Linked DNA regions of Mus musculus: all the other regions are linked to region 5. A link is a contact called in public ChIA-PET, Hi-C, HiChIP or PLAC-seq and promoter capture Hi-C data. All regions are on one chromosome and are shown on one strand. Each heading gives the region's core, a stretch centred on a gene start, on an enhancer-like site or on the middle of the called end of the contact. The rest is flanking DNA. Distances are from core to core; before and after follow the strand shown. Region 1 holds the start of Nup93 (nucleoporin 93). Region 2 holds the start of Mt2 (metallothionein 2). Region 3 holds the start of Herpud1 (homocysteine-inducible, endoplasmic reticulum stress-inducible, ubiquitin-like domain member 1). Region 4 has its middle 20 kb from the start of 9330175E14Rik. Region 5 holds the start of Katnb1 (katanin p80 (WD40-containing) subunit B 1). Region 6 holds the start of Slc12a3 (solute carrier family 12, member 3). Region 7 holds the start of Bbs2 (Bardet-Biedl syndrome 2 (human)).

Region 1 (4,217 bases), core at 1,244-3,743, 870 kb after region 5:
TGGGCAGCATCTCACCCCCCCACACACACACATCCAAACATATATGGGCATGCATCTCACCACACACACACACAGACACACACACACACACACACACACACACACACACGTATACATCAAACATAAAGCTACAAAACATTTCAAGCTTTAGGTTGTTTGAAACAAAGGGGAGATAGCTATAAGTGGCCATACTATAAGAGAGAAAAAAAAAAGACTGTTGCATCTCTAAATTCCATCCAATTCTTTCTCCAAACCAATTATTTCTAGTTGTCTATCTGATAGCTACTCCTGACTGATCTATGGATGCCAGCAACAATTCTAGTTCCTCACCTTGGGTCCCCACAACAGTCAATTTAGCCAGAAACCATCTGGCTCCCCTCTCCCCTGAGACTAGCCTATAACCAAGTTTACTTCTCAAAGCTCATGACAAGTCATGCCCTCACCGTTCCCCTCTGCTCTGACCTTCATGCCTTCCTCCCGATTACCTCAACAGTCTAAAACTTCCCATTTCTTCTAACACACTCTCCCTGTGGCCAAAGTGGCCATTCCAAAATATCTCCCACTTTAGACCAGTTGGGGCACCTCAACCTCAGTTTGTGACATGGTTGCATGAGGTGCTCTGTAAAACAGACAGCGCCATGCACCACCTTCAACTCTTCCCTCCTTCTTCAGTTGTACCCTGACACATCTCTGCTCCTCAGGAAGCCTGGCAGTTTCTTCCCTTCCCGCTCCTGTACCTGTCAAGCACACAAGCATCCCCACCACAGACAGAGAAGGCCCTCCCTACTTATTCTGAACCTTCTAGGCATTCTTCCCTAGCGGAGCAATTGTGACCACTTCTCAAACATCTCTTCCCGTAGAGGAAGGTTCACAGATATTTAACTCTGAATCCTGAGCATTGACCTAAGCCTGGCACATAATAGAACTAAAAACATGTTTGCTAATTAAAATGACTAGTGACCATAACAGAGTTGGGACCTCCTCCTGATCTTTACTCTGACACACACACAAACACCTCAAAATGCATCTACCTTATAGGCTCAGGGGTAAGAGAGATGGCTCAGCAGTTAAGAAAATCTACAGCTCTGTAGAGGACGCCAGCCCAGGTCCCAGCACCCACATCAGTGATTTACAGCTGTCTGTAACTCTAGCTCCAAGGAATCAGACACTCTCTTCTGGCCTCCACAGAAATATCCACATACATAAAAGACACACAAGAACACACAAATGAGAGGAAGAGAGGAGGGAGGGAGGGAGGGAGGGAGGGAGGGAGGGAGAAGAACCCAAGTTCACCACAGCTCCAACAGTTCAAGTCTCATGGTTTTAATATTTATGTTTATTGCTTATGTGTGTGATGTCTTCCCAAGAAAGAAGCCTGTCTCATTCACCACAAGCCTATAATATCAGTAACATTCATTTATTTGATATTTATTGAGCACCTACTTTATTGTGTACCAAACTTAAGTACTAGGTAGGCACTCATGTTCTACAGGGGTCGGGGAAGGACAAACAATACATAGGACAAATAAAACCTAAATGCTTAGGGGAAAAAAAAAAAGCAGTGAAGACAAGAAGAGTGAGGAAAGGCTTAGATTCTAATGGCCCTAGTGAAGACTCCAAGAAAGAGAGCAGACAAAACAGACATCCAACCACAAGAACAAAGCCCTTAAGTCAAAGCATGTCCTGCGGTGGTGTTGGGGGTGGGGAGAGAATGTGGGGTGTAACAGACATTGAAAGTATGGGTCACGTTATTTAAAAGCCTTACAGCTCACTACAGGGAGCTTATATTACTATTGTTGTTGTTATTTCTATGATTAGTATTACTGTTATTATTACTAAAGCGCTGACCTTTGCTTGTACTGAAAGTCATCTAGGGGGGTAGGGGTGGGGCAGGGTCTAATGTAGATCAGGCTGGCTTCAACTCGCTTTGAAAGCGACACCATGCCGCCCATGCTGTGATTTTCTTTCAGAAGGGACCCAATATACTTGGGCATCCCTTACAGAAGACAGGATACAGGGTACCCAGAAACAGGTGAGACAACCGAAGCGGCAATCATTAGCATCCTGTCGGATTCTCCGTAAAAGGAGATTAAAGTTGACAGGGGTTCGCTGGCCGCCCCTTCACCCGGAAGAGCCATTCTCTAGAAGAACGGCCCCCACGCCCCAAAGAGGGCAGTCAGGCCGGGTGACGCCTGGCAGCCGTGGGTGGGCGTGGCGACAGAGCACCAGTGGGGAGGACCACGCTCGGAAGAGCCTAGTCACAGCACTCGGCGAGCAGTCGCCGGCCGGCATGCCCAGCTACAGCAAGAGAGGAAGCACGAGCCTCTTCGAACTAGGCTCGGTGTTCTGCTTCAAGGCCAGGCCCCGAACTCGGGCCCAGGGTCGGCTCGGGGCCGCGTGGGCGCCCACACCTCACACACCTTACCTGCCTCCGTCGCCGCCCGCTGCCGGCTTCTTCACTACGCCGCCGCCGCCGCTTCTCGCGCCGCTCGCCCGCGCCTCCTGATTGGCTGAGGCAGTAAGCTCCCAGAAGCCCCTGCGCGTTGCGCCGCCAAATGAACTTTATGGAGACCCGCAAGAGGACACAGGCGTGGGGGCGGGGCGGGGCCGGAGGCGGGGCTGTCGCTACAAGTAAGTCAAGGAGCTCCGCCCTGCTCCCGCCCACGTGGTTGGAGTTGACAGTCCTAGAGGAAGCATTTCCGCAGTTCCCAATGCTGGGCAGACCCAGAGAGCTCGGCCACTCGGTGTAGAGCTTCAGTCAAGTGCCTGGGCCTGTTCTAGGTGCAGGGAACACGGTGACTTCCACAGCAGACAAGATCCCTGACCTCAAGCAGTTCTCAGCTTGGCCAGGGAAACAAAATATAGTGAATAAATGCAGCAGTAATTAGGAGAGCTAAGAACGGAAAAGCAAACTAATTGAAGAAAAATGGTCGGATGGCCAGGAAAGGTGTCATTCCAACTGAAAGGTGAAAGATAAAAACATGTTTTGGAGTTTCTCAAGGGAAAAGGCTGTCTTTTGGCAGCCTGAACAAGCAAGCTAGGCTGGCCACCTGCCCCGTTGGCCAATTACAGAAAAAAGCAGTGGTGATACCCAAAGAAAAGAGATTACTTCAGTGTGGCCGCGTTGGGAACAAAGTGTGTCACTGGGATATACAAGAACCCTTCAGGAGGTTCTTAGTCTAGTGGGTAAAAGAAATTTGAAAACAGGCGCTGAATGAAAACAATTTTGTTGGGAGTTTGAGAGAAAAATAACAGGACAGGCAAGCTGCAGGTCTCAGCAGCTGCTGAGAGGAGAGACCTGGATAGGAGGAGGTTTTGACAAATGTAAAAGAGTGTGGGGCTAACTGTAAGCACTCGTGTGTGAGTGTGTGTGTGTGTGTGTGTGTGTGTGTGTGTGTGTGTGTGTGTGTGTCCTGGTGCTCAAGGAGGCCAAAAGAGGTCATCAGATCTCCGGAGTAAGATTACAGGTGGTTGTGAGGCGGCATGGGTACTAGGAACCAAACCCAAAGTCCTTTGCAAGAGCAGTATGCTGAGCCATTGCTTTAGCTCCCGTAATAGCCTGTAATCGTTAAAGAGGCACTTTTTGGATTGCACAGTCTCGAACATGTCTAATCTTTCAATGAAGGTCACCGTCCTGACCTAATGAGGACCATGTGAACACAGGCCTAGGCAAGGTTGTCACCATTAATAATTCTAGTTTGGTAGATGCCTGTTTGATAAAGTGTTCTAGTCAGCTTTGCCTTATATGCTTATAAAACATAAATACAATTAACATACAAAGATGCCCACAATGATTAGCATTATAGCTGCACAGAACTTCTTTCTGCCTGCATGTGTATGTTTGTGGTATATATTTGTGTATGTGCAGAAGTATGTGGGCAGCTATGTGCACATGTGCTTGGAGGTCAAAGGTTGCTGTTGGGTGGCTTCCTCTAGTCACTCTCTGCCTTATTTTTTGAAACAGGGTCTCTCACTGAACCCAGCGCTTACCAATGGGCATAAATAGCTATCCAGTGAGCTCCAGGGATCTACCTGTCTCTGCCCTCCTCCCCTGAGCACTAGGGTTACAGGAGCCACCCTCCACACTGGGCTTTTGCTTGCTCAGTAGGTACTTTACCAACTGAGACTTCTTGCCAACACAAAAGATTTTATTATTTTTATGACCTTAATTAATGTGCTTGTGAGAGACAGAGAGAGAGAGATCTCTCTCTCTCTCT
Region 2 (4,237 bases), core at 1,252-3,751, 910 kb after region 5:
TTGGTCCTGACTTCTGGAGAAACTCCTCTTTCCCTTTGATTGAAGACCAAATCGCATTACCTCAACAAATAGCCAGGGGGCATTAACCGTTGGTTTTAATTGTGTGTCATTCATGCCCTTACAGCTTTCTAAAGAGAAGGAAATTCCACCCCGCCCGCCCTCCAAATTGTCCAAATTGCAGACTCCACCTGGACCCCTTGCTCCTGGGAAGATGCTGAGCAGTTCCATCCAAATTTCTAGTCACTTTGCTTAAATTGCCAGGGGTTGGGATGAGTGAGGGGCAGAGTTCTGCCTGACTCCGAGAGGAACTTTCAGACTGACAGTCAAGTCATACCACTGGGCTCTGTGGAAGAGGGAAAACTATCCCTGTCAGTGTCACTGTAGATGGGCAGTTCCTCGTGGGGGCTCTAGGCTGGACACATTGTGCCATTTAGTCTCCACGCTGCAAGGCATACCCTTGGATACTTATAGTGTTTACAGTACTCTTCATGGCTTTGTTCTTGTTACTGATTTTTAAAAAATAGTTTATGTATGAGTACACCGTAGCTGTACAGATGGTTGTGAGCCTTCATATGGTTGCTGGGAATTGAATTTAGGACCTCTGCGCTCTCTGGTTGCCCCACTCACTCACTCACCCCCTCCCTCCCTTGCTCCAGCCCAAAGATTTATTTTTGTTGTTTTTGTTTTTCGAGACAGGGTTTCTCTGTGCAGCCCTAGCTGTCCTGGAACTCACTTTGTAGGCCAGACTGGCCTCGAACTCAGAAATCCACCTGCCTCTGCCTTCGGAGTGCTGGGATTAAAGGTGTGCGCCACCACGCCCGGCTAAGATTTATTATTTTAAGTACACTGTAGCTGACTTCAGACACACCAGAAGAGGGCGTCAGATCTCATTATGGAAGGTTGTGAACCACCATGTGGTTTCTGGGAATTGACCTCATGACTTCTGGAAGAGCAGCCAGCGCTCTTAACCCGAGCCACCTTGCCAGCCCATGTTACTGAATTTTTAAAAATGGATTTTAGTCTGTAAGCCCAGAATTTATAAGTCTAAGGCAGAAGCTCAAGGACAGCTTAGGTTACACAGTTAAGATCTGGCCTCAAAACCAAAGGTCACCAAAATTTGAGACCAAGCTGGCTTCAGAGTTAGTGGTCCTTCTGCCTCAGGCTCTCAAGTGTTGGGGTTATTACTCGTGGGAGACGTCATATCTGACTCACTCCCATTTTTATTTACAGGTATTTCATACTTTAAGCCTAAAAACCGAAAATAATTAGGGGTAGGGATGTGGCGCATTAGAGCACCTGGGTTTAGTAAGCAGGAAGCTTTCGGTTTAATCCCCAATACACACACACACACACACACACACACACACACACACACACACACACACACGCCCAGTAGGAATGGCCCATTTCTGTGACCAATGCATGCTTCTGCATGACCACTTTCTAGGCGGTCAAAGTCCAGAGAAATATAATCCGACTAGCTCAAATTCAGCTGCTGCAGTCCCATCTCAACGCCTCTGCCAGCCCTTAACCAATGCACAGAGACAAGCTGAATTAATCAAGTCAACGGCTTTTATTGTCAGTTACATGCTTTATAGAAAAAGTTGTGGAGAACGAGTCAGGGTTGTACAAAAAAGGCTAGGCTTCTACATGGTCTATTTACACAGATGTGGGGACCCCTCCGCCCCCCTTCAGGCACAGCAGCTGCACTTGTCGGAAGCCTCTTTGCAGATGCAGCCCTGGGAGCACTTCGCACAGCCCACGGGGCAGCAGGAGCAGCAGCCTGTGGGGAGAGAAGAGTTGAACGTGAGCGAGAAACCTTGTCAGAGGCACACCACCTGAACGCTCCCGGGAGGGAAGGCGCGGCGCGGCGGGCTAGGGACCCCAGGAGAGTGACGGGGAAATGGCAGAGAAGATCCAACTTACTTTTCTTGCAGGAAGTACATTTGCATTGTTTGCATTTGCAGGCGCCAGCGCAGGAGCAGGATCCATCTAAAAGTAGAAGGCAGTCAGTGAGCGCGGTTGAGTGGGACCCGGGAGTACCTGAACGCTGTTCTCCTAGGAAGGTGAGGCAAATCACCCGGGTAGGCGAGCCACTATCTCAAGGACTAGTTTAAAGGAGCAGGAGTGCTTCAGAATTCATTCGGAAGGGGTAGCCGGTCGTACCCTTAAAGTAATTACTAAAGGAGGGGCCAAAAAGCCTGTCTAGCTCTCCCAGAAATCCCGTCAGCAGTCCCCCTTACCGGAGGCACAGGAGCAGTTGGGGTCCATGGCGAGTGGAGGCGGCGGTTGAAGATCGACGAGAGATCGGTTTGAAGAGTTCTAGGAGCGTGATGGAGAGAAGCACGCGGAGCGCGACCTTTATAGCGGAGAGTATTGGGTCGAGCGCAAAAGCTCCGCCCGGGTGGAAGGCACCATGCACGCGCCCCCGCCGCCTGCACACGCCCTTTTTCTGGCTCAAGGGATATGGCCAGCACACGCCCCTGGGCCTGCGCACGACCCGAATTCTGCAAGCGGCCCTCTTTTTGCTCGTGGGACAGAGCCTGCACACGCCCTCCCCCCACCCCCCGCGCTGAGTCACACCCCCTTTCTCTGGGCTCAGGGACTGAGAGCAAAGGAGCTGAGCGCAAAGGGTCTGCGATCCGGTGGGAACCGGTTCCAGGACACCTGCTTGCTCCCGCGCGCGCCCTTTGCGGTGCCCCGGGGCCCGAGGGGCCGGGTGCAGAGGCGATGCTGAGCGACGAGACCTCTGGCCGCCCAGATCACGCCACGGGGACACAGTTTCCGCGCATGTCTTGTGTGCTAACCTGGGTGAAAGCGGGGCTTGGAGACCCTGCGTACAGGAAAACTTAGCTGGCAGTGTGAACCGGTTACAAAAACCAGCCCTACCCCTGGCTTAACTGCTGTTGGTGATGTACTCCTGCCCCCCTGCGTGTCACGTGCTGCGGGCACCGTAAGAGCTGTCGTTTTTCCTTACAAACGCTGGTTGGAGTGTTCATTATTCTCACCGTAGAAAAGTGGAAACGGAGACGCAGTCACATAGTCACTTGCCCAAGATGAGTGTAGGGTTCGAATCCACTAAGGCACCAGCCAGTTGTCAAGAGACTAGAGACCATAGACACAAGCCTTGTGCTAAGACTTACTCTTGGGGGGCGGGGGGAGGGCAGCGAGTGACAGGAAAAAATGGTGGGGGTCTTTGCTGGAGGTGGAATTCAAGAGAACGAAAGCAGTCCATTCTGGGAGGATATGGACCAGGGCCCTTTGCCAGGGTGTTTGCCAAGTAGGAAGGGCCAGATGGTGGTGTTCTGAAACACACGGATGGAAAGCCCCACGTAACCCGACCCACCTCCACCCACGGGTGGATGCTGAGGGGAAGGGTGGAGATGGCAGCCAAAATTTCTTCCCCTGGAGGTACATGGTGTTTCCCCACTTGCTTAAGTCTGCTGAAATCAGACTGGAAGTCATAGCTGGAATGTCTGTGTCATCTGCAGAGCCAGGAAACTGGTGCCGGAAGCTTCCCGGCAGGCCGACTCGGATACTTTCAACGGAGGCTGTGGGTGGGTTGTAACAGGACAGGCTGTCCTCGCAGCTCTTAGTGAAAACTGGGGCAATGCCTTCTTGACTCATTCCAGGCATTACTGGATGCCCACGGCTGTCCATGGATTGTGTGATTAAACACCGTGTCCTTTCCCTTCCTGGCACTTTCTGTGGCTGCCCTGGCTATGAACTTGAACCGGATTGATTTCTGGGCTCCCGTGCTCCCTTTCCAGACTGACCCCAGAGCAGTCTTTGCTGTAACTCCAGCCTCAAGCCAGGATGTTGTTGGCAGTCACCGCTGGCCAAGTCCCGTAAATTCATGGAGGTAACTAACCCACGGTACGGTTATTCCTGCCCAGTTCTCACTTCCCGCTAGGACTTAGATTTTGAAAATGGAAGTACGTCGTAGACTGGATGTATCCGCCAGTTCCTTTAATCAGAGCACTCAAGAGGCAGAGGCACGTAAATTTCTGTGAGTTCAAGGTCAGCCTAGTCTACATAGTGAGTTCCAGTCCAGCTTTGGCTATAAGGTGAGACCCTGTCTCAAACAAACAAAAAATACAAGCAACAATGAAAAAGGAAGTCAAGTTTGAATGATGTGACCCAGGCTTGTAATCTTAGCACTCAGAGGCCCAGCCAGGATTGTGAAAGTCAGGCTGACCTGGGTATATACTTATTGTTAGTCTTAACAATAAATAGA
Region 3 (4,308 bases), core at 390-2,889, 690 kb after region 5:
GAAGCGCACCACTGCGTCCATTCCCGGTATTTTTGTAAGGTACAGATTTGTACACCCAGGAGACCTACTGGTATTTACCAGCTTAGGTCTTCAAATCCAAGGGGCCCAATGTTCCTCACCTGAGGAAAACAGGCCTCAAAACAGCTTTTACAAATGATGCAACCTGACCCGACAGGAGCATCATTTATGCACCTAACTGCCACCTCCCAACAAGAACACCTGGTTTCTTGAAAACAACCACGGAGATCCTACACACTGCCCCGACCAGTTCCAGGGGCTTAGACGCTTACACCCAAAGTGATAAAGTTCCTCGCCAATTCTAAAAGGAAAAGCCTTGTTTACTTTCCCGACAACTCGGAACAAAAACAAACTGAAACCCACGCGCCACTGCCGGTTGGAGCTCTAAGGCCACTGTTCAAAGTCCCCATCTGCAGCCACCCGATTGCCCTCTCCTGTCGGATCCAGAACTGTACTCGTGGACACTTACATAACATCAGAGAACAAAGTAAATACAGGAAGGTCCAGCGCACAGCCTCCGTCACGTGGCAGGGACCGGAGGGGTGGGCGGGGCTAGGGAGCTGTTGACAGATGTGTCAACCAAAGGGGGAGGGGGAGGGGTGGGGAACCCCACGGAACAAGAAAGTCTCCTAACTGACCCACGGTTGTCGTCAAATCAGACTCAGGGCTACTCCAGCTGCTGGCTTCCTTTCTCAGTCATCCTTCGCTAGAAAGTTAAGGGGGCTCCTCCCCGAGACTAAGTGCGGCGCGACAGGGAGGGGCGGTCAACGGAAGGCTGCAGGAGAAGAGCCATGTCTAGCCTATGGGCGTGGGACCTTCAGAAGTTGGTGACTGGGCACGCACCCCACCCTCTAGCCAATGGCCCAATCTGGCACATATACTGTCTGTCCTCGGTACACCCAGAAGTCTCGTTTGGCAACATTTACTTTTCTTATTTCTACCCATCAGATGCAAGCCGAACTGGGAACACCCAGTCAGTCACCTAGTAGTTTGTGGAGGGTCACTGGGACTCGGATGGGGAAATGACTCATTAAGGTCAAATTACTGTTTCCCTGGGAGGATGAGGAGAGGGTACAGGGACGTGGGGCAGATGTGTGACAGCCTTGGGAGTTAGGTGTAATGGGAGGTGAAGAGATGAGGGGCTAGAAGAGGGCAAGCGCGGACTGGTGGAGGCCCAGAAGAGATGACAAGCGCTAGGGCGAGCAGAGGGGCACAGGAGACGGTTGGGCAGGAAGGAGACTCGCGCCCTGTGGTGTGTGACAGGTGAGTTCAGGCAACCCTGCAGGCGTGGCACCCCGGGGTCCCACTCACCGGGCGCTCGGGGTAGACTCGGCTCAGGTGGGCCTTGAGGCGACTCACACTCCAACTGCGGTCGCCACTCAGCTCCAAGTCGCGGTGGCGCTGATTGGGACTCTTCACCAGCAGCGTGACCGGCTCGGGCTGTGGCTCGGGCTCCATGTCTGCGTCGCTGGCGGCTCGACTGCGCTCAGGGATGCCGAACGGGCGGCGACGCAGCCGTCTGAGACCACACAACGACACTTGGCGTCTTTGGGACACGCGCCCCCGTCTCGGGTACCTTTTATGGGCGCCCCGTGCCAGGGCTCCGCAGATAGCGCTCTCTGTGGCTGCCATCCATTGGCTGAGACAGAGGTCAGTGTCCAACGTGGCCCAATCAGCGCCCGGAGAAAGGCGGCGGAGAGGCGGGCTAAGCGCGGGGGTGCGGGCTGATGCAACCCGCCGTGGTTGCGTCATCCTGAGTCCCGACAGCGGCGCGGGAGCGGGTCTTCGGCGGCCATGTCAGGGTGCCCTCTGGGGCGCTGGTCCTGTTCAGGCTCCTTAGCGCGGGATGCGTGCGGTGCCTGAGCCTGGCGGCCTGCCTGACTCCCAAGATCAGCAGGCTCTGCAAATTGTGCCCTCACAAAGCGGCCCTCCGCCCTTTCTGACCCCAGGCGCCTGGGCATACGTCTGTCCGCTTGCATTTTCCCTGGTGGCTGCGCAGCCTGGCATCCAGGGAAGCCTTACGAACTAACCAGGCCTTAGAAGCGAAGAGAAACCAGGCCTGTGTTGCTCTGAGCTGAGAGGATGAAGGATTCGGGCACTTTCCAATGTGCCTGCAGCAAATTTAACGATGCATCAAGTGTGGAACATACCCCTTATAGTAATGGCACTAAGTGCCTCTTGATTGACAAACCCTCTAGGAGACACTGGAAAGGGTCATCATTTATGAACTAACAACATCTGCTGCTTTTAAATTGGGGTTGCGACAAGCACAGCAGTGGTCTCAGATACCTGAAATCTGACCAGAGGCAGTGCTCCAGTGTTTCCTCTGAGTTTGAAAAACAAAACTGGCATTGCTCCGGCCCATCTTTGTCCCAATCCTGTTGGGATACCTGGGTTTTCAGCCATGTCCAGAGCTTACAGAGGTCAGAGAGGTGATAGGAGAGTCCTGTTCGGGAGATGGTTATGTGAGTTTGTCACACAACCATAAGAAAGTGTCGTAAACTGGAGGCTCGAGCAACAGAAGTTTATTTTGAAGCTGTAGAGGCTGGAAGTCTGCGACCAGGGGTTAGGGCAGCATTGCTTTCTTTGGGGGCAGAATCTGTACCACTCTCCTAAGTTCTGCAGGTTTGCTAACTGTCCTTGGGACTTCTTAGCTTTGGGGAGTATTTTTCCAATCTCGAGCTTTCCGATCACATGGCATTCTCCGGGTGTGCACCTGTGTGCGTGCACATACACGGGTGTGAGTGTATCTGCATCATCTTTATGCGTATCTCTGTCCAGTCTCTCCCCTGCCCCCTTTATAAGGGTATCATTCGCATTGTCGTGGCTAAAGACCTCATCTTAACGATTATCTTTCACAAAGATATTTCTAAATGCCATCACATTCTGGGGCTGAGACGTCAGCGTCTCTCTGGAGGACACCCTGCACCTCACCGCAGCGGCATTTGCCAGTGGTCCACCAGGGACACGCCGCAGAACCTCAGCTGCTTTCCTTCCCAGGTTTTATGTTGAAGACCACTGAGGCCAGTGTGGTGTTACAACATAAAGGCCTGCATCAGGAGGCAGAAGCAGGCAGATCTTCAGAAACTAAAGGGCAGCTAGGAGGGCTCTGTCCCTTTGCATGAAGACTGGCCCCCCAGGGCATGTGATCTCTGCCACAGTGATCTTCACATTTGACTTAATACCCTGTTGTTTCTCTCTTAAAATTATTTTTGAAGATTTATGCTATTTGCGCGTGTGTATGTATCCCTGTGCCTGTATGTAGGCACAATGGTGCAGAGACCAGAAAAGAGTTTCCGACCGAGGTTCTCCTCCACATTTCCTTTGAGGCAGGGTCTCTCCCTGAACCTGGGGCTACTGCTTTCTCAGCGAGCCTGGAAGTGGCAAGCACCAGCAATCCTCCTGTCTCTCCACCACTCAGAGCTGGAATCACAGACGTTTGCAAGGGATGCCCAGTTTGTCCTGTGGGCGCTGGGATCTAAACTCTAGTCCTCAGGATTTTGAAAACGTGAGCCAACCCCCTGAGCCACCTCTCCCACTCCACCTTCTCTCTAAGACTCCCTTCATAGGACTAATACTTTCATTTTGCTCTGGGCCCCAGAAAGTTTGAAGCTTTCCCTACCTGATTCTTCTGAATGGGAAAACATAGCTAATTATGATATCGTAGGCTCGCTGGCTAGGAACTGCAAGTCGGGGAAGATTAGATAAGACAAGCAGAGACCTTGGGGAGACAGCTTCGAGAGACACGGGCCTCACTGGGCAAATGAAGTGTGCCTACAGAAAGCTTTCCCCTTGCCTTCAGGGACAAACCTCAGCATCCCTAAGAGAGCTTGTCCATTTCCACGAAGTACTACTGGGAAAGGATGGGCTTGGAATATCACTTGATGGTACCAGGCTTGTCTAACATTCATGAGGTTCTTGGTTTGAGCCTCAGTAGTGGAGGGGGGGTTGCTGGGGGGGGTTCTGTGTTGTTGACTTTACCTTCCCTCCCCCCAAGAAGAAAAGCACATCCAATTTGTTTCTGTCTTAAATTTTATCTCCCTGTGAAACAGCCCTCTCTGAAGGCTGGATTCTGCTTACAGTGTGTTTTGAAAAACACTTAATTTAGCTCAATAAATTGCCAAGGATAGAAAGATAAGCGTGATGTGACCTTGCTCTTCCTGGCCCTACAATTCCAAGGGGCAACAGCCATGGGACAGTGATAATAGAAATACAAAAGAGAATGCAAAAGCCTCAGGGTTTTTGTTTTGAATGCAGGGACTCCCCGTGTAGCCCAGACTGGTCTTGAAC
Region 4 (3,762 bases), core at 461-2,960, 670 kb after region 5:
TGAATTTCTCACCAAGCCTGACCACTGGACTTCAGTCCCTGGGACGCCCAGGGTAGAAAAAGAATTAGCTCTAAAAGTTGTTCTCTGACGTCCAGATATAGGCCATGGTGGACTGATGTGTGTGTGTGTGTCTGTGCACCCATACACGCTAACTGATTAAACTTTCCTTACATTCTTATTTACTTCATGTGTGTCCCCCACCTGCATGCTATGTGCATGTGTACAGATCAGAGGACGACTTACAGAAACTGACTTTCTCCTTCCACCATGCGGGTCACAGGAATTGAACTGAGTTATCTCTTTGGCCTGATAAAAATATTTTAAAGAAATTGCAGATACCTTTAAGCCCAGCACTTGGGAGGTAGAGGCAGATGGTTCTCTGTGAATACAAGGTCAACTTGGTCTACAGTGCAAGTTTCAGGATAGCCAGTGCTGCACAGAGAAACCCTATCTCTAAAAAACCCAATCACCATCACCACCACCACCATCACCACCACCATCACCATCATCATCATCACCACCACCACCACCATCATCATCATCGATAAAATGTAAAAATAAGGAGTTGGTTTGTTGTTGTTTTTAAGAAATGGGATTCCCCCAAAGGAATCCCATTCTAGACTTCATAGAGAGGTGTGGGTGTGGCCCCAGGTCTTGGTTTGTTTGTTTGTTTTTTCGAGACAGGGTTTCTATGGATAGCCCTGGCTGTCCTGGAACTCACTTTGTAGACCAGGCTGGCCTCGAACTCAGAAATACGCCTTCCTCTGCCTCCTGAGTGCTGGGAGGGACAGGTTTTCATTACTTTTGCCTTTAGGATTTTGTGGGGGTGTGTGGGAGGGTGCGGGTATTGTTTTGATTTGGGGGAATTTTTTTTTCAGTCAGGACTCCACTGTGTAGCTCAGGGTTACTTTTCTCTTAGCTCACAATCCTCCTGCTTGGCCTCCTAACACTGAGATTACAGGCATAGCCATCATGCCTCCTATCTTTAGAGTTTAGCGTATTAAAAACTATTAAGGAGACCTTGAAGAACACTGGAGACCAGACTGACCCTCGGTTTCTTGTTTACAACTATACTAGCTTCCAAGCTCCTGTTTCTAAGTGGATGAAACCCAGCCACTCAGAGGGAGTTTGGTACCTAGGATGGTCTTGCTTCATGTGGCTACTGACACAGGCGATGTCAGTGTGTGCTTGATCCTAAGTGCCACCCCAGACCTTACATGGGATTCTCATGACAAGCCCAGCACATATTCACTCTATGCTTCTTTCCTAAAACCTACAATGTGGGGGAACTGGAGATCTATGGTAGATGTGGACAGAGGCAGATGGTCTTAGACAGTGTAAGGGACCTGTCTCAGTGTTCCACTTAGAGGGACATTAGCAAGGCTGAGGCATCCTGTGGGCCTTCTCCTGGCTCACATCCCACGAGTTTGATGATCAGGAGCCACGGATAGGAAACAGTGAACCCCAGCAGAGGGAATGAAAAGAACAGGTAGACCCCGACAGCCGCTGGTACCCCAAAGCCTTGCACCCATCTCACCTCTTCAAAGGTGATTTTGCCCATCCGTCTGTGGGAAGAGAAATTCCATCAGTCCAGGAGAACTGACCACAACACCCTTGTTCTGGCAGGAGATTGTAGGCCTCCTCAGGCAGTAGACAGTGACCCAGCCTGGGCTGGTAAGGAAGTCACTGAACAGATGCTGAGAGACAGGAGTCATGTGACCGGGACAGCAGCCATCAGAGGGGATCAGGCTGACTGCAGTCCTGTGTGAGCAAGAAGCAGTTTGGAGTAGCTCAGGCTCTGGGCTGTAACCCTACACTAACTTAACAGTGACACAGCAAGAAGTTAGGACTTGGGCTGAAGAGATGGCTCAGCAGTTAAGAGTACAGGCTGCTCTTCCAGAGGACCCTGGCTTGATTGCTAGCATCCACATGGTGGTTCACAGTAGTCTGCAATTCCCGTGTCAAGGGATCTGAACTCCATGGGCACCAGGCATACATACGTTGCACATACAAACATGCAAGCAAAAACATTTATATGCATAAAATAAATAGACACCAAAAAAGTAAAAAGAAGTTAAGAGCCTTGACCCCTCAAGACTTCAGTTTTGTCATCTGTATGGGGGACAGCAAAAACAGTTGCTTTTCTGCTCACCTCCAGGGGTATGGAAGGGACACATTCACTTAGCTTTGTGGGCATCACTTTCCCGGCCTGTGAAATGGGGGTGACAACAGTGAGAATAAATGAGATCTCCCACATGCAGAGTCAAGAACTGGTCCTGCTCTATGGTGACCCAGCAGAGGTGTAATGAATAGAGGGATTTTTTTTTCTTTTTTTTTAGCCGTGCATGATGTTGCACAGCCTTTACATCCTTTAATCTCTGGAGGTAGAGGTAGGCAGATCTCTGCATTCAAGGCTATTCTGGTCTACAGATCGAGTTCCAGGACAGCCAGGGCTACAGAAACAAATGCATGCACATGTACATGCATGCACACATGCACAGGCACATGGGAGAGGGAGGAGGGGGAGGGGAGGGAGAGGGACAGAGAAGCAGAGAGAGACAGTACACAGGCACATGAGAGAGGGGGGGAGGGGGAGAAGGAGGGGAAGGGGAGGGAGGGAAGGGAGGGAGAGATAGAGACAGTGCACAGGCACATGAGAGAGACAGAGACAGACAGATTTTGGTTTTTTTTTTTTATTAATTAATTATTTATTTATTTGGTTTTTTGGAGACAGGGTTTCTCTGTATAGTTCTGGCTGTCCTGTCACTTTGTAGACCAGGCTGGCCTCGAACTCAGAAATCCGCCTGCCTCTATCTCCTAAGTGTTGTATTAAAGGCGTGCACCACCACACCCAGCTCAGAGACAGATTTTGACAGCCAGCTGTTGCTTCTAATGATATTTGTGGGGACATTACTAACTTCAACTATGACCAGAAGCTGGATTCAGCAGAAAGCCCAGCACACATGGTGTCTGGCAGCAAAACTCAACATCTATTAGGGAATCCCCAAACAAAAACGCACAATTGTAACCAAAGACTATGTGAAAGGAGAGAGAGACCAGGCTAGAGCACCAGAGTCTTAGGCGGGGAATCTGACACAGACTGGGAGTTGGGGGAGACCTACCCTGTAGATGGAAAAGAATCAGATGGGGAAGAGGCTGGGGGAAGACTTTGGGTGGAGAGAACAGAGTGAGCCACCCTGTGAGCGGGGCCACAGAAGGAATGTAGGTGGCAGGTCAGCTGCAGGACTGGATCAGTAGCCTCTCAACTGCACCGCTCAGCCAATGAGTGCTTTAGAAATGAAGAAATACACAGTGTTAGGTTCTGGAGAGCAGCTGAGAGGTGAAACTGTATGCAGCAAGCCTCTGTGACCCTGGAGAGGATGTGGCACCGAGGTGCAAAAGAGTTTTGATGTTCTCAGAAACCAGTGAGATATACAGCTGAAAGTAAGACATTTTCTGTTCGTGGAAAGAAGACCGAAAACTACCCTCGCTAAAGGAAACCACAAGGAGGTTTGGGGTGGTGTGTGTGTGTGTGTTTGGGGGTGTGTATAGATGAAAGACCCAAGTATGATGGTGTACACTTACAATCCCAGCTGAAGCGAGATCACAGCTTGGTGAGCAGCCTGGGCTATGGATAGAATCTGCGCTAACAGAAGTCATAGGGTGAAGCCCCAATCTCCGAACAGCAGCAGCAACAACAGCAGCAACACAAACGTTAAAATGAGCAAGGAGCAATCTCTGAACCCCAGGATTGAAGGATAT
Region 5 (3,761 bases), core at 455-2,954:
AAAGTACTCACGCAACTTCCAGGCTGTCTTGGTGACCACAGGGGTGGCCATGCTTCAGGGGGTGGCGCCTGAGACCCCACCCACAAAACAGATTGTGCTTTCTCTGTGGGGTGGGGGTGGATCCCCCCCAGATCCGACAATCAAGTTGGCAGGGAGTTCCCACACATCCAGGCAGAGAGTCCGCCTCTCCTGGCCCAGGACTGCCTGGTGGTTTAGATCATCCGCTATCAAGCAGCAGCCTGGACACATAGGTCGGGATCCCAGATCATGGAATGTCAGGCTTGGACCATCTCAGCTCAACACTGGGCTAGAATGCAAGCAGAGGCGATGGTGGGTTAGGAACTGCTTGAGACGAGTTACAAGTCCCTGGGTCATCAAGGCCACTTGATACAGACTAGCCAGAGCCTCCAGGGCCTGGAGCTGCAGTGCACACTGGGTCTGAAAACCTGTGACTTAAGAGCCCAAAGATAAAAGACCTTCCCTAGGTAGCTGGGCCTGGTGGCTCACGCCTTTAACCCCAGCACTCAGGAGGCCAGCTAGAAGTAGGCAGATCTCTGTCAGTTCCTATCTCAAAGAAAAGAAGGAAGGAAGGAAGGAAGGACAGACTGACATAGGTAGGTGGAGAGGGGATGGAGAGACTGACTTCTCAGGGGCCTACAGTAATGCTCCTGGATGCTGGGTGTCCTAACTTGCCAACCCAGCACCTGCTATGGGGCAGAGAGGATCACATAACTGCAGTCCACTTGGATTTGCACCCCATGTATTGGATGGGGCACTGGAGTCTGAGGTTATGTTTTGGTGCCCATGAGAGGCATCCAAAAGGCAGAGAGACAGAGAGATACACGGAGACGAACAGAGAGACTGAGAGATAGGCAGACGTTCAGAGAGAGAGAGAGAGAGAGAGAGAGAGAGAGAGAGAGAGAGAGAGAACAGTAAAGGCCTTGGGAGGGGGTGATGTTGAGAGGATTCTGAGGGTCCAATCTTCTTGCTTCCTCCATCACCAACTCCCTGGTAAGGGAACCACGCCCACTCCCTGCAACTCTCAAGGGCATAGCTAGGAATTGAGTCTCCAGTCTAGGTGTGAGTCGGAATGACTCCTCAATTCTAAAAGGCCACAGCGTGGATGGAGCCTTCCACCGCCGCCACGGCCCTTCGCCTCTTGCCCAGGAGCTCTCTCGCTGGATTCTCTTTCTCCTGTTGCCTATGCTCCCGTTCTGGCACATCTTGAGCTTCCTTAGTTGGCCATGCTTCGCCAGACCCTCTTTACTTCTCTTGCCCCGCTGCTATCAGAATCCCCCATTCATTCGCTCTCCTGTTTCTGGAGCCCCGACTCAATACGATCCTCCGCACACCCTCAGCTCTGCTTCCGGCCCACCAGCTTTCCCTCTCCGGCCTCCACACACCCGTCCTGCTCGTTCATCCCAAACCTGCCACCGGTCCCTCAGCTTCGCTTGACCCTCCTCCCGTCTGCCTTGAGGGGCACTGGCTCCAGCCTGTCCTGGCCGAGAGCCTCCTGCCGGCGACCGGACTGTCCCCTCCAGGCTCGGCGAAGACTAGAGCCATTTTCCCTTTGCCTCCAAGACCCCGAGAGCCACTCTACCTGCAGCTGTAGCTCTGGAGGCCAAGGCTTCCCTCCAGGCGCGACCCCCACTTGCCTCCATCCTTTGCCCTGATTGGTCGCTGCTTGACAACCGACCCTCACAACAAAACCTCCGGCCTAGAGTCCCTCCCACTTCACTTCTTACACCAATCAGTCGCCACGGACGCCCCGCCTTCCTCTAGAATTGACCAATGGAAGCAAGCGCTTCCGCCGATTTACGTAACTACCCGCCTCCTTTCCCCGACTCAGACTAATCACGAGAAAGAAGCGCTTACGGACCGCCCTTAGGTCCCAGAAGAACCAATACAGGCTTCTGCGTTCTTAGTCCCGCCCCCAGTCAGGCTTGGTTTTTTCCGCCCTTTTCCTGCATTTCCTGGAACCCGGTTGTGTTTAAAAAATCCGCGAGCTGCACCCGATGGCGGCTGCGCCAATCACTTCAGCAACAGCTCTGGATTGACCAATAAACGTTAGTGTTATTGGAGAACCAGCTCTGAGATAGCCAATGGAAAGGGGACTTCTAGAGTGGTATGAAGTTGCAGATCTTCCATATTGAAACAGGGCTGCCAGGACCCCGCCCTCAGACTGTGAGTGTCGCCCGCGTAGTGGGAGGACTTGGCTCTTACTTGGATCCACACGTCTCCTGGAGTTCGCTGACCTCGAGGGAAACAGAGCTTAGTTACAGTGGGGTCGATGTCGAGCCCAGGAGTTCGTCCCTAAGATCACAGTAGCACAGTGGGATGAGTTAGGCTTGTGTCTGCTCGCCTGCGTGCGGAAGTAAAACTACGGAACCGGAGAAAGGCTAATATCTGTGACAGGACAGACAGGTTGGGATGGGGACAGGCTACATAACCCACCATGAGTTCGGGTCCCCCCCTTACTGAGAAACTCGGTCCCAGCCCTTTGCAGAAATAACCTCCAACTCTGGTCTATCCTACACTCACTCCCCTCTGGTCGGGGCTGCTGCATCTGGCGTTCTCCTCTACACAGTCCGGAACGGGAGGAATTTCCCATTTCTAGACGAGGAAACAGATGCTGTGGTGAAAAAGACCAGACATTTGGAAGATCGGACCCAGGACTTAAACTTTTGTTCTTAAAGGCAAGGCACACAAAGTCCCTATTAAATGCAAAACCTTTACGGGAACAAAAGTCACCCACCAGCCTAATGGGAAGTCGGCCCTGCGTAGAAATGGGTAATTATTAAGAGACCTGGATTTGGAGAATAACATTTGATCAAAACTTTGTACTTTGCTGTTCCCGCAACTTTTTATTTAAAAAAAAAAGTCAAATTCTTCATTTTGACACATTTTGCCTTATCTGCTTTGTTTATACAATTATATGTACATTACAGATCCTAAGACATTTCAGTCATGGCAACACTGAGCCTGAAGATCGTTAAGGGCCCTTAGTCACATAACCAATGTCACCACCCCTGAAATAACTTCATTCTCTAACATGCAGACTATATTAAAATGACTGTCACCATCCCCAATACACATAACTTATAAGCAGGAACAAGACTGGGGATGTAGCTCAGTGATAAGAGAGTCTTGACTGGTATGTAGGAGGCACTAGGTTCAATCCCCAGCACTGGAAATACAAACTACCTAGGACCAAGAGAAATGGCAAGGCTCAGTGGCTAAGAGTGATTGCAGTGCAAGAATGAAGACCTGAGTTCAAATCCTCACGACCCATGTAAAAATCTGGGCATGGTGCATGTGTGCTTATAAGGAGCAGTGTTATAGGGAGCAGAAACAAGAGGATTACTAAGATTGTTGGTTGTCATCCTAACTACGGGTTCAGTGAGAGACCCTGACTCGAGGGAATAAGGTGAAGAATGTCAGAGGACAATGCATAGTGATACAATGGGACATGTGTACACACACACCACACATGTGGGGGGCGGGGCACAGTATCTTTATAGGAACCAGACAAGATTCTGCACTCTTGGCATACTTGACTCTTCTAAGATCATCCTATTTCTGTCTCTTGGATCTCCCACTACCCTTCCTCTCTCTCTTCTCTCCTCCCTCTGTATCAGGGTCTCACTTTGTAGATCAGGCTGGCCTTGGACTGACAGAGATGAAGAGCTGGCATTAAAGGCATGGGCTACCACATGAGCATGCACCCCTGGCTTTAACCATGGGTTTGGAACTATGCATTA
Region 6 (3,929 bases), core at 446-2,945, 750 kb after region 5:
GTGGCCATGTGGGGAATTTCTTCTAATAACCCCCTAGCAGGCATTGATCCAAGAACTCTCACACCTAACAACTATTTTAATGCTCAGTTTTACGGGTGAGGAAACTGAGGCAGGAGTAGCTAAGTAACTTTCCTAAGGCTACAACACTAGTGAGTAGCTAAGCAGAGATCTTCTTAGGATTGGGTCTTGGCCAAGAGCGCCCAAGAACTGTGGGAAGCCAAATACAATTAATTGGAGGCCACTGCTGATGGGGAAACTGAGGCCCAAACTGAGCTCCAGGTCTAAACTGCTCACTAGGGCCTGAGAGTCAAAGCTGAGGCTGAATGGGGCTCTACCCCCACCCTGTCTAGACATCAAGCTCCGGGCCACAGCCACTCACCATCACCCCCTTGACCCAGCCGAAGCGAACAGGTTCTCCAGGGCTCTTCTCACTGTTGGTGCCTGTCTCATCTTCCACAAGTCCATCAGTCAGCTCACGACCTTGCCGTCCATCAAAGGCCAGGGCATGCAGGTGGCTACCTTCCTGCTGGGGGCCCAGAGACCAATAGGAGTCAGGCAATGGGGGTTAGGGGCTGGGTGTCTGTATTCAGTCTTGCCTGCCCCACTTTGCCACACAGGCAGCCCTTGGACAGCTTCCTGGGTACAATGCTACTCGAAGCTTGGAGAAACACCAGAGAGAGCAAGCAAGCTGAGCATTCAGAATGCTTCTGCTCCGGGAGGCTCCTCCCCTCTAGGGCAGAGGGCTGGAGTCTGACAAGCCTGCAGTCTGAGAAGTGACACGGGATGGGAGGTGAAGCAGTATGTCACACGCCACACACCAGGTCTCTGACACAGAGAGTCTTGAACCCAGGCCTGGACTCCAGCATGGTCATCTTCTATTTCGTATTCCTACCAACCGCAGCCTACTCTGGGACCTTCATCCCAGTACCTATCTCAGCATCCCTATTCAAACAAGGGGTCTTGTTTGGTCCCTTCAGAGGGAAGCTTTGAAACACGGAAGAGTGTTAGAGGTTAGAACATCCAACTGTTGGTGAAACCGTGAGGTGACAGGGATTGGACCCTCCAGCCTCCCAGACAGCGAAGCCGATGAGCTAATATTTGAGAGGGCTCACCATGCTCCCTCCCTCCCTCTCACAGTCTCTCCCAGCGGTGTGCAACCTGCATTTGTATAAGCAGCAGGCTATGCTATCATTGTGCTGCCGGTGCCTGGACAATATGTATTACTTGTGCCCCCAAGCTTCATGGCACCTCTGTCCACTATTCATTTGGGTGTCTTGACCCTAGAGGAAGATGCCCAGTCATTTTCACAACACGAATGACAGAACATGTTGGGCAATCATGCCAACGTTACCCAGCCAGGAAGCGGCCAGTCTTTGAACTTCTGCTTACCTTGAGGAATGAATGCAGGTCAGCCAGGGTGGGCCGCACCTTCCGGGGCTCACCGGGCAGAGCGCTGTTAGCATAGTGTTCGTAGGCCGGCACCACGTCTATGGTGTTGTAACCGAAGGTGCGCATGTATAAGGTGCTGCCGTGTGTTAAGTGGCTGGGCTGGCTGCTGTCACAGGCAGCTGGTGGGGGCTCATCGCCTCCCATCAGTGTGCTGATGGTGAAGCGCCCACTGCACAGAGCATCGCCAGGCAGCTCTGTCACGGGGAGCTCTGCCATTATGGCTCTGGGTATCAAAGGAGGGGACAAGAGTGGGCAAGGGCACTGAGGGTGGCTTTATAGGCTGGGAGGAGGCGGGAGCTTGGTCCAGACCGCCCATGGCAAGTGAGCAGGGTCTCTGCCAGGGTGGGGGGCGGAGCCATAGCAACTGCTGTCCTGCCCCCATTTATCTGATCATTGACACAGGGGCCAATTTGGAGCAGGAGGGCTGGGCTAGAGCCAGGGCCACATCCCTGAGTCCTGCAGTAGCCCTTCTAAGCCTAGGGTAGCAGAGGTTCTGCAGCTAGGACCCAGGAAGCAGCAGACATGAGAGAGGACCCAGAGAAGGCCTGCTGCAAGGTGCCTACCTACACTGCAGGTTAACAGTCCTCGTGTTGGGCACAATGTATTTCTTTCATTTTATTTACTAGTTTGAATGGATGTCATCTTAGGACATGCATATAAAAAAAAAGGAAGTCTGCCTTCCGATCTCCATCCCTCACAGTCTCAGCGTCTTTCCTGATACATTTCAATATACATAAGCCATTGTGATTAGTGGCCTCAAGCCAGACCTGCAGCCACCTCTTGACTGACAAACCTTGAGAGCTTGGTGCTGGCCACTGGCCTCTAGGGTAAACAGGCACAGTGCAGCCTGACCTACACATTCACAGGCTGGCCTACGGGGCTGTAGTTTGGAGCCCAGAGCAACTGGTCTTTCCCTCCCTGGAGCCATGCATTGTTCCCATGAAGTAGGAGATCTGGTCAGCAAAGGCTCCTAAGCCATTGCAGGGGCATTGCCCTGGGGTATGAAAGACACTCTGGGTCTTGATGATGAACTAGTGGATGTTGGATGTGTCCTAAGAAAGCAATGGACTTGTAGCTGTGAGGGGTCCCAGAGTCAGCCCTTACATTAATGGCCCCACCCATAACTATCTTTCCCTAAGAGGCTGGGCGTTCAGTAATCCATGGCTGTGGGGCACAAAAGCCTGGCATCCTGCCCTGTCTCTGGAACCACCCAGTGTTTCCCTGAATCATCTGAGGCTTAGGGCTACCCTAAAGCCCGCTCCCTCTGCCCTCCCAGACACATGTCCTGAATTTGCTCTCAGTTACTTCCCAGTGAGGTGACCCAGCCCCTTACAAGAATAGGAGACGACGGTACATGCTTCTTGCTGCTTTATTGACTATAACAAAGATTTGGAATCGACCTTGACAATCAACAAATGAATGGGTAAAAAAAACTATGTATATGTATAAACCATGTATACATAAGTTATATAAGTATAAATTATATATATGCATGCTACTTGGCTATCAAGTTAAAATGTTTTCGGGAAAATGGACAGTCTCAGTATGAATATTAGGTGAGATCATACAACTTCAGAAATAAACCACACACTCTCCCTCCTGTGGAATCTAGCCAAAAATATATGTATGCATAAAAACAAAAGTACCCGTGGGTACAGTATAACATGAAGAAAGAGCATAAGAAAGGCTGAATATAAAGGAATGAGGAAGGATGGCACAAAGAGCAGGACACAGAAAGGGGACAAAAAGCTGATGTATTCCTAGTTCTAACTCCGTCACAGTTTTTTATTTTTTGATTTGGATGGTGGACAATTGCAAAAAATACATTTGACACTAAAGGTGTAAAATTTAACATGAAGCTCTATAGCTTCTGTTTCTATGCCAATTCTAACTGTATAGAAGTTCACTAAGTTGTACTGACCTTGGGTATGGTTAAATTTTGTTTGAATATTATTATTAACTTGCAAGATTTTTTTTTTCCAGACAGTAATAGTCCTGGCTGGCCTCTAATTCACTTTGTAGACCAGGCTGGCTTCGAACTCACAGAGATCCTTCTGCCTCTGTCTCCCAAGTACTGGGATTAAAGGCGTGTGCCACCACATGTGGCACAAGATTTTTTTTTAATGAAATTTAAAATAAGTTTATGGAATTTAAAATAAGATCTGAGGACTCTTGTCACTGTCCAACAGACCAGCCAGCACCCCATGCTGTGTGGCAGCAGGAGCCCAGGGACTCAGAGAAGCCATGGTGGAGCAAGGGCTCATGGGAAGCTACAGCTACAACAGACCAGACCAGCTGGGAGGTCAGCAGACAGCTGGAGGAGTGGACCACTGGAGAAGGGTCAAGGTGTTGTGGACAACCAGGGAAGGCTTCCTGGAGGAGGCCTTTTACCTGCTTTGTTCCTATGGAGACCTAGGGTGGGTGAAGGTCAGAGGGCTGCTGTCTACTCATGGTGGGACTCTGTTCAGGCTCAGGCTCCA
Region 7 (4,290 bases), core at 1,400-3,899, 980 kb after region 5:
AGATTGCAATTAGCCACAGTCATATCAACAGACTTGGGGGAAAAATGATGCCCATTTGTACAACGATACAAAATGCAGACATTGAGAGGAGTGTAGGCTCATCTCCCACCACTCACTACAGTGCTTCCCAGCTGTTCTTTTGCTCCTAGCAGCTGTCAGTCTGTCATCCGGGCTGACATCCTTCTGACTCCCCCTCCCCTGTGCCTGCTCCCCAGTCTCCCATGGCAGTGGCTGCTCATCTCATTTGTCACTGGTAAATAGCTATTCCAGAAGGCACTTCCACATTCTGGAACCTTCTCCCTGGTAGCTGGCTTCTTTACTTACTTTAATTCTTTGCTTGAATGTCATTTTCTTGGGAACTTATTTTCCCTACCACCTCAGTAAATATGGTTTCCCCTCATCCTCTGTTAACTCTTCTCCCGACCTTCCCTAAGGTGCTTACTCTAATAGCTGTGCATTTCTTGTTCTCTCTGACTTCTGTTTGCCAGTTCTAGGAGAGAAGAGATTTGTCTGTTATTGCTATCTATTCTCTGGAAGATTGTCGGGCACACAGTAGGCTCTCAAACATATGTGCAGAATGAATGGTTCGTTGCAACTTTTTAATTTTGCATGTTTGTATCTAAAAGAATATATCCCTGAAGTTCACAAGCAGTTCCCCACTCTCAAACATTTCTGGCTTAAAACAAGATCGTTCCCACACATATCTGTAGCCAGAAGTCTGAAATGACGGTATTAATAGGAGACTGTTTCCTCTGAACATTCTAGGGAAGAATTCTGAGCTTCGGGAGCCTTCAGGCACTCTTCAGTTTAGAGTAGCATCTTCAATTGGTGCCTATGGCTGTTTCTGTCTTCTCTCCCTCTTAAAAGGATACATATCATTAGAATTAGGGGCCACTCTAATCCAGGATGACCTCATTTCAAGCTCTTTAACTTACATCTGTAAAGACTGCTCTCCAAATAAGGTTACCTGTTGCCACCAGCAGTGAGGTGTGTGCCAGAGATACAGCTCCACTCTGCCACCTGCAGCAGCCCAAGCACTGGGCACTCCTTTCTGAGACCTCCATCCAAGTGACAACAGGATTCTTGGTTTCACTGCAGCAAAGAATTCCAGGACCAGACAGTTTGAAGCAGTTGAAGTTTCCTGAGATTTTGGTCACCAAGATGGCTCAGCAGGTTAAAAACAACATGGCTGATGACATGAGTTTGGTCCCTAGAACACATGGTATTGTTTTACACACACACACACACACACACACACACACACACCATATACCATACATAATTAATGTAATGTAATATGCTATACTATAATATAAGCATAACGGGGAGGGGCTGGGAAGGAGTTTAAAAGAGAGGATAGGTGCTAAGGGATAGAATAATACATAGCCAAAAGCTTGGATGTGGGTTTCAAGAGGGAACGACTCACTTAGTATCTTATCAGCTACATAGACTGCTTAGTAGCTCTAGTTATATCTCAATGGGCTGTTAGGAATTCCACCCCACTCCCATCTTCTTTCTCTCTTTTGTTTTACTTTGAAAATTAGCTTACAAAGTAGCAGGTCTTTTATGACATTTTCATGCATACTATGGCTGGCTGATCCTTCTCACCTGCTAGTTCCTTTCTTCTACTCCCCCCCCCCCCCCCCCCCCCCCCCCCCCCCCCGCACATTTACTCTTCTTTCTTTCCCTTCTTTTTGATGAATACGTTTATAAGGTGACTTCACCGGTGCTTTGAGTAGAGTTTGCAATTTGCTAAGATGAACCGACTTGTCACAAGGATGTAAAGAGTTAAGTCACATCATTTATTTAAGTAGGGTTTCTTGTGAGGTCCCTAGCAAATTACAGATTTACAGCTGGCAAAGGAGAAAGGCCATGTCCGTTTAGTACTTAAGCAGGATTCAGTGCTTTTTCAACATTCTTAGTTGAAAGTCTTTTCATATAAAGGGCATGTTGTCTCTAGCTGAGCAACTTTGTACAAATGCTAATTGTCCTGAAAATCTTGACTCAGCTGGTGGAGCGCCTTAACTGGACTTGGGAGAGAAGTACTCTTTCCCTTCCCATGTCCCTCAACTTTGCATCGTTCTCTACTGCTTTATATTTACCACCTAAACTATTTAAATAAACTATACTCTTTACTTTTATCTTGAGGGGATTATTATTTTCGGGTTACTATTGACGTTTGCCTGGGCATAACAGCTAAAGCAAGGGATACACTAAGCACTTTAACGTTAGTTTTGTTTTGTTTTTTTAATCGTGCGTGTGCATGTCCTTGGAGCTGGTTTTCTGCTTCCAACTCGGGTCATCAGGGTTGGTATCAAGTGTCTTCACCCACTTAACTATCCGCCCCGTAAAGCCTTAGTTCTTGAACGAATGAAAGGGTGACATAGTGTGTGGCGTGTACGGGGTGCAGCTTGGCTGACACGCTACAGAGAATCCTGGGGAGGTACTGGCTTAGACACCGCCATCCCAGACGCCAAGGTAAGGCTTCATCTAACACTAATTTACAGCCGCAGTCCGAGGACAGACAAAGAACGCAGGCCAACCAGGCACGACGCCACTGCGCAGTCGCAGGAGCTAGTTGGGACTTGCGTAGCTCTGCCGCTGGGAGGGTCCGCGCAGGCGTAGAGAGAGTTGGCGACACCGATCGCGCTCTAGTCTGCGCTTCCGGCGCCGGGCCTGTGGCGTTCCGCAGTCCTGCGTGTATTTACCTCCTACTCCTCATCCGCTGCTAGGCAACCGGCCGGCCAAGCTGCTTGCCTTGCGCCTGCGTCGGGCATCTGTCTTCCGCCCCTAGCTGGCGCCATCATGCTGCTGCCTGTGTTCACTCTGAAACTGCGCCACAAAATCAGCCCCCGCATGGTGGCCATAGGGCGCTACGACGGGACTCACCCGTGCTTGGCTGCCGCCACCCAAGCGGGCAAGGTAACCGCTCCCACCCGGACTCCTGCCTCCTCCAGATCCCGCCCCTCACGCTGCCCCGCCCCCTGCCCGCATTGCCTGGCAACCGGTCGCCGCTGTCCTTGGCTCCAGTCCCATCAAAGTGGGATTTCAAAGAACAGCTTTGTAGCAGTGACGTTTTTTATCACCAGGTTCTCAGTGTTGAACAGTATTGAGGACAGATCAGGAACCTAGGGAAAAGAAGTCTCAAGAAAAAGGAGCGCTTGTCCAGGAGTAGCAGCGATTGCTGACTCCAGATTCATGCCCAGGGCCTCTGCTTGCCTCCAGGATTCTCTTCCATATTTGCCTCTTTACAGTGGAGGAAGCGGGTGGGGTGGGGACAACAACCCAATGTTAAATTCAGATTGTAGTTTTGGTCCTTGATCACGTACATTCAGATCTTATCCCCATAACCTAAGTGTTCATTAAATGGTTATTATGAGCCACATACTGAGAAAGGGGTGTCAGGGTCACAGATAAAAAAAAAATTCAGATTTAGACCCAGTTTGCAAACAAAAGAAATTGTGAAAGTGAGATTGAATTCTTGTTGTTAGACTCAGCAGGTATGCCAGGTACACAATTGCATTTGTGTAAGGAGTTTTCAAGACACTGCCATGTGTGTTGTATGTTACCTTATATGCTACTTCTAGGGTTCCGTAGCAGGAACATAAGGATTCGTTTAAATGGGTTATGATTTCATAAACTGGTATGGTGAAGTAAAATGCTGAACATTCGTCTTGGTATGTGATGCTACTAGTTAAGAGGCGCTACCAGTCCTGAGGTAGTGCTACACATTTGTTATTTTATCTGTTCAAGAGATTGGGATCATAAGTTCAAAGCTAGCCTGGGCAACATAGGAAGACCCTGTCTCAAAATTAAAATTTTAGAAGAAGGGAGTTCTTTGTCCAATTGTCACTTGGATAAAGGCATGCACTGCTAAGTTTGATGACCTGAGTTCTGTCCTAGGGACACACAACATGGAGAGAGATCTGACTCTTGTAAGTTGTTGTCATCTGACCTTCACATGTGCTATAGAGCCTGGACACACACACATACCCACACACACACACACACACACACACACACACACGAATATTCAAATAGTAATATTAAAAAGGCTGATGATGTAACTCAGTGGTAGAACGATTGCCTAACATACTCAACAGCCTGGGTTCAGCCTCCTGAGCTGCCCTTATCCCAGGCACTGACAAACATCCAAAAGAAGTTCGCATCCACATATGCATATGTGCATATACATGTTCGTAGAATGGAGTACTGCAATATAAGAGGCAACGATATCCCACTGGTGTTACCTTAACCCCTAATTTGAGGTACAATCATGTGCTGGACACT

The links. Promoter capture Hi-C pulls out the DNA fragments that hold promoters and counts their contacts. Hi-C and Micro-C count contacts between places; a contact is called where the count stands out from the background. ChIA-PET counts read pairs in DNA pulled down with a chosen protein or histone mark. HiChIP or PLAC-seq counts read pairs in DNA pulled down with a chosen protein or histone mark.
Region 1: a Hi-C map of regulatory T cells shows a contact between it and region 5, with 3 times the contacts expected there. The contact joins the promoter of Nup93 here to the promoter of Katnb1 in region 5. A contact is called at or near these places in 2 of 39 promoter capture datasets (liver and pre-B cells), 2 of 484 Hi-C or Micro-C datasets (CD4 T cells and regulatory T cells) and 1 of 115 datasets of contacts at active chromatin or transcription factors (memory CD8 T cells).
Region 2: a contact with region 5 is called in an H3K27ac HiChIP or PLAC-seq map of microglia, with 5 times the contacts expected there. The contact joins the promoter of Mt2 here to the promoter of Katnb1 in region 5. A contact is called at or near these places in 1 of 39 promoter capture datasets (liver), 1 of 484 Hi-C or Micro-C datasets (embryonic stem cells) and 1 of 115 datasets of contacts at active chromatin or transcription factors (microglia).
Region 3: a contact with region 5 is called in a promoter capture Hi-C map of erythroid cells, with 14 times the contacts expected there. The contact joins the promoter of Herpud1 here to the promoter of Katnb1 in region 5. A contact is called at or near these places in 3 of 39 promoter capture datasets (erythroid cells, liver and pre-B cells) and 1 of 115 datasets of contacts at active chromatin or transcription factors (memory CD8 T cells).
Region 4: a contact with region 5 is called in an RNA polymerase II ChIA-PET map of memory CD8 T cells, with 29 read pairs. The contact joins the enhancer-like site here to the promoter of Katnb1 in region 5. A contact is called at or near these places in 4 of 39 promoter capture datasets (hippocampal neurons, liver, neutrophils and 1 more), 1 of 115 datasets of contacts at active chromatin or transcription factors (memory CD8 T cells) and 1 of 9 other capture datasets (liver).
Region 6: a promoter capture Hi-C map of neutrophils shows a contact between it and region 5, with 5 times the contacts expected there. The contact joins the promoter of Slc12a3 here to the promoter of Katnb1 in region 5. A contact is called at or near these places in 4 of 39 promoter capture datasets (liver, neutrophils, pre-B cells and 1 more) and 2 of 9 other capture datasets (adipose tissue and liver).
Region 7: a contact with region 5 is called in a Hi-C map of regulatory T cells, with 2.9 times the contacts expected there. The contact joins the promoter of Bbs2 here to the promoter of Katnb1 in region 5. A contact is called at or near these places in 3 of 39 promoter capture datasets (liver, neutrophils and pre-B cells), 4 of 484 Hi-C or Micro-C datasets (CD4 T cells, CD8 T cells, regulatory T cells and 1 more) and 2 of 9 other capture datasets (adipose tissue and liver).

Annotation. Positions count from the first base shown.
Region 1 is chr8:94,212,840-94,217,056 of GRCm38.p6, reverse strand. Nup93 (nucleoporin 93) reads right to left here and starts at 2,493. Exons shown (of 22, transcript NM_001357266.1): 1 at 2,426-2,493.
Region 2 is chr8:94,170,882-94,175,118 of GRCm38.p6, reverse strand. Mt2 (metallothionein 2) reads right to left here and starts at 2,501. Exons shown (of 3, transcript NM_008630.2): 1 at 2,244-2,501; 2 at 1,927-1,992; 3 at 1,552-1,783. The coding sequence starts at 2,271. The coding sequence ends at 1,692. Gm39227 (a long non-coding RNA gene) reads left to right here and starts at 3,464. Exons shown (of 3, transcript XR_879107.2): 1 at 3,464-3,862.
Region 3 is chr8:94,383,760-94,388,067 of GRCm38.p6, reverse strand. It overlaps Herpud1 (homocysteine-inducible, endoplasmic reticulum stress-inducible, ubiquitin-like domain member 1), which reads right to left and starts at 1,639. Exons shown (of 8, transcript NM_022331.2): 1 at 1,330-1,639. The coding sequence starts at 1,476.
Region 4 is chr8:94,413,384-94,417,145 of GRCm38.p6, reverse strand. No RefSeq gene overlaps it. Among named protein-coding and RNA genes, the nearest start is that of 9330175E14Rik, 20 kb to the left of the region's middle. Within about 2 kb of position 1,710, at least 35 of the 459 cell types and tissues checked have an H3K27ac peak or open chromatin away from gene starts, as enhancers often do. A contact at or near this core is called in memory CD8 T cells, where this site is marked.
Region 5 is chr8:95,079,144-95,082,904 of GRCm38.p6, reverse strand. Katnb1 (katanin p80 (WD40-containing) subunit B 1) reads right to left here and starts at 1,704. Exons shown (of 20, transcript NM_028805.2): 1 at 1,601-1,704; 2 at 12-307. The coding sequence starts at 51.
Region 6 is chr8:94,326,974-94,330,902 of GRCm38.p6, reverse strand. Slc12a3 (solute carrier family 12, member 3) reads right to left here and starts at 1,695. Exons shown (of 25, transcript NM_001205311.1): 1 at 1,390-1,695; 2 at 380-526. The coding sequence starts at 1,665. It also overlaps a transcript of Nup93 not described here.
Region 7 is chr8:94,096,868-94,101,157 of GRCm38.p6, reverse strand. Bbs2 (Bardet-Biedl syndrome 2 (human)) reads left to right here and starts at 2,649. Exons shown (of 17, transcript NM_026116.3): 1 at 2,649-2,922. The coding sequence starts at 2,806. It overlaps Gm39226 (a long non-coding RNA gene), which reads right to left and starts at 1,616. Exons shown (of 2, transcript XR_879106.1): 1 at 968-1,616; 2 at 586-859.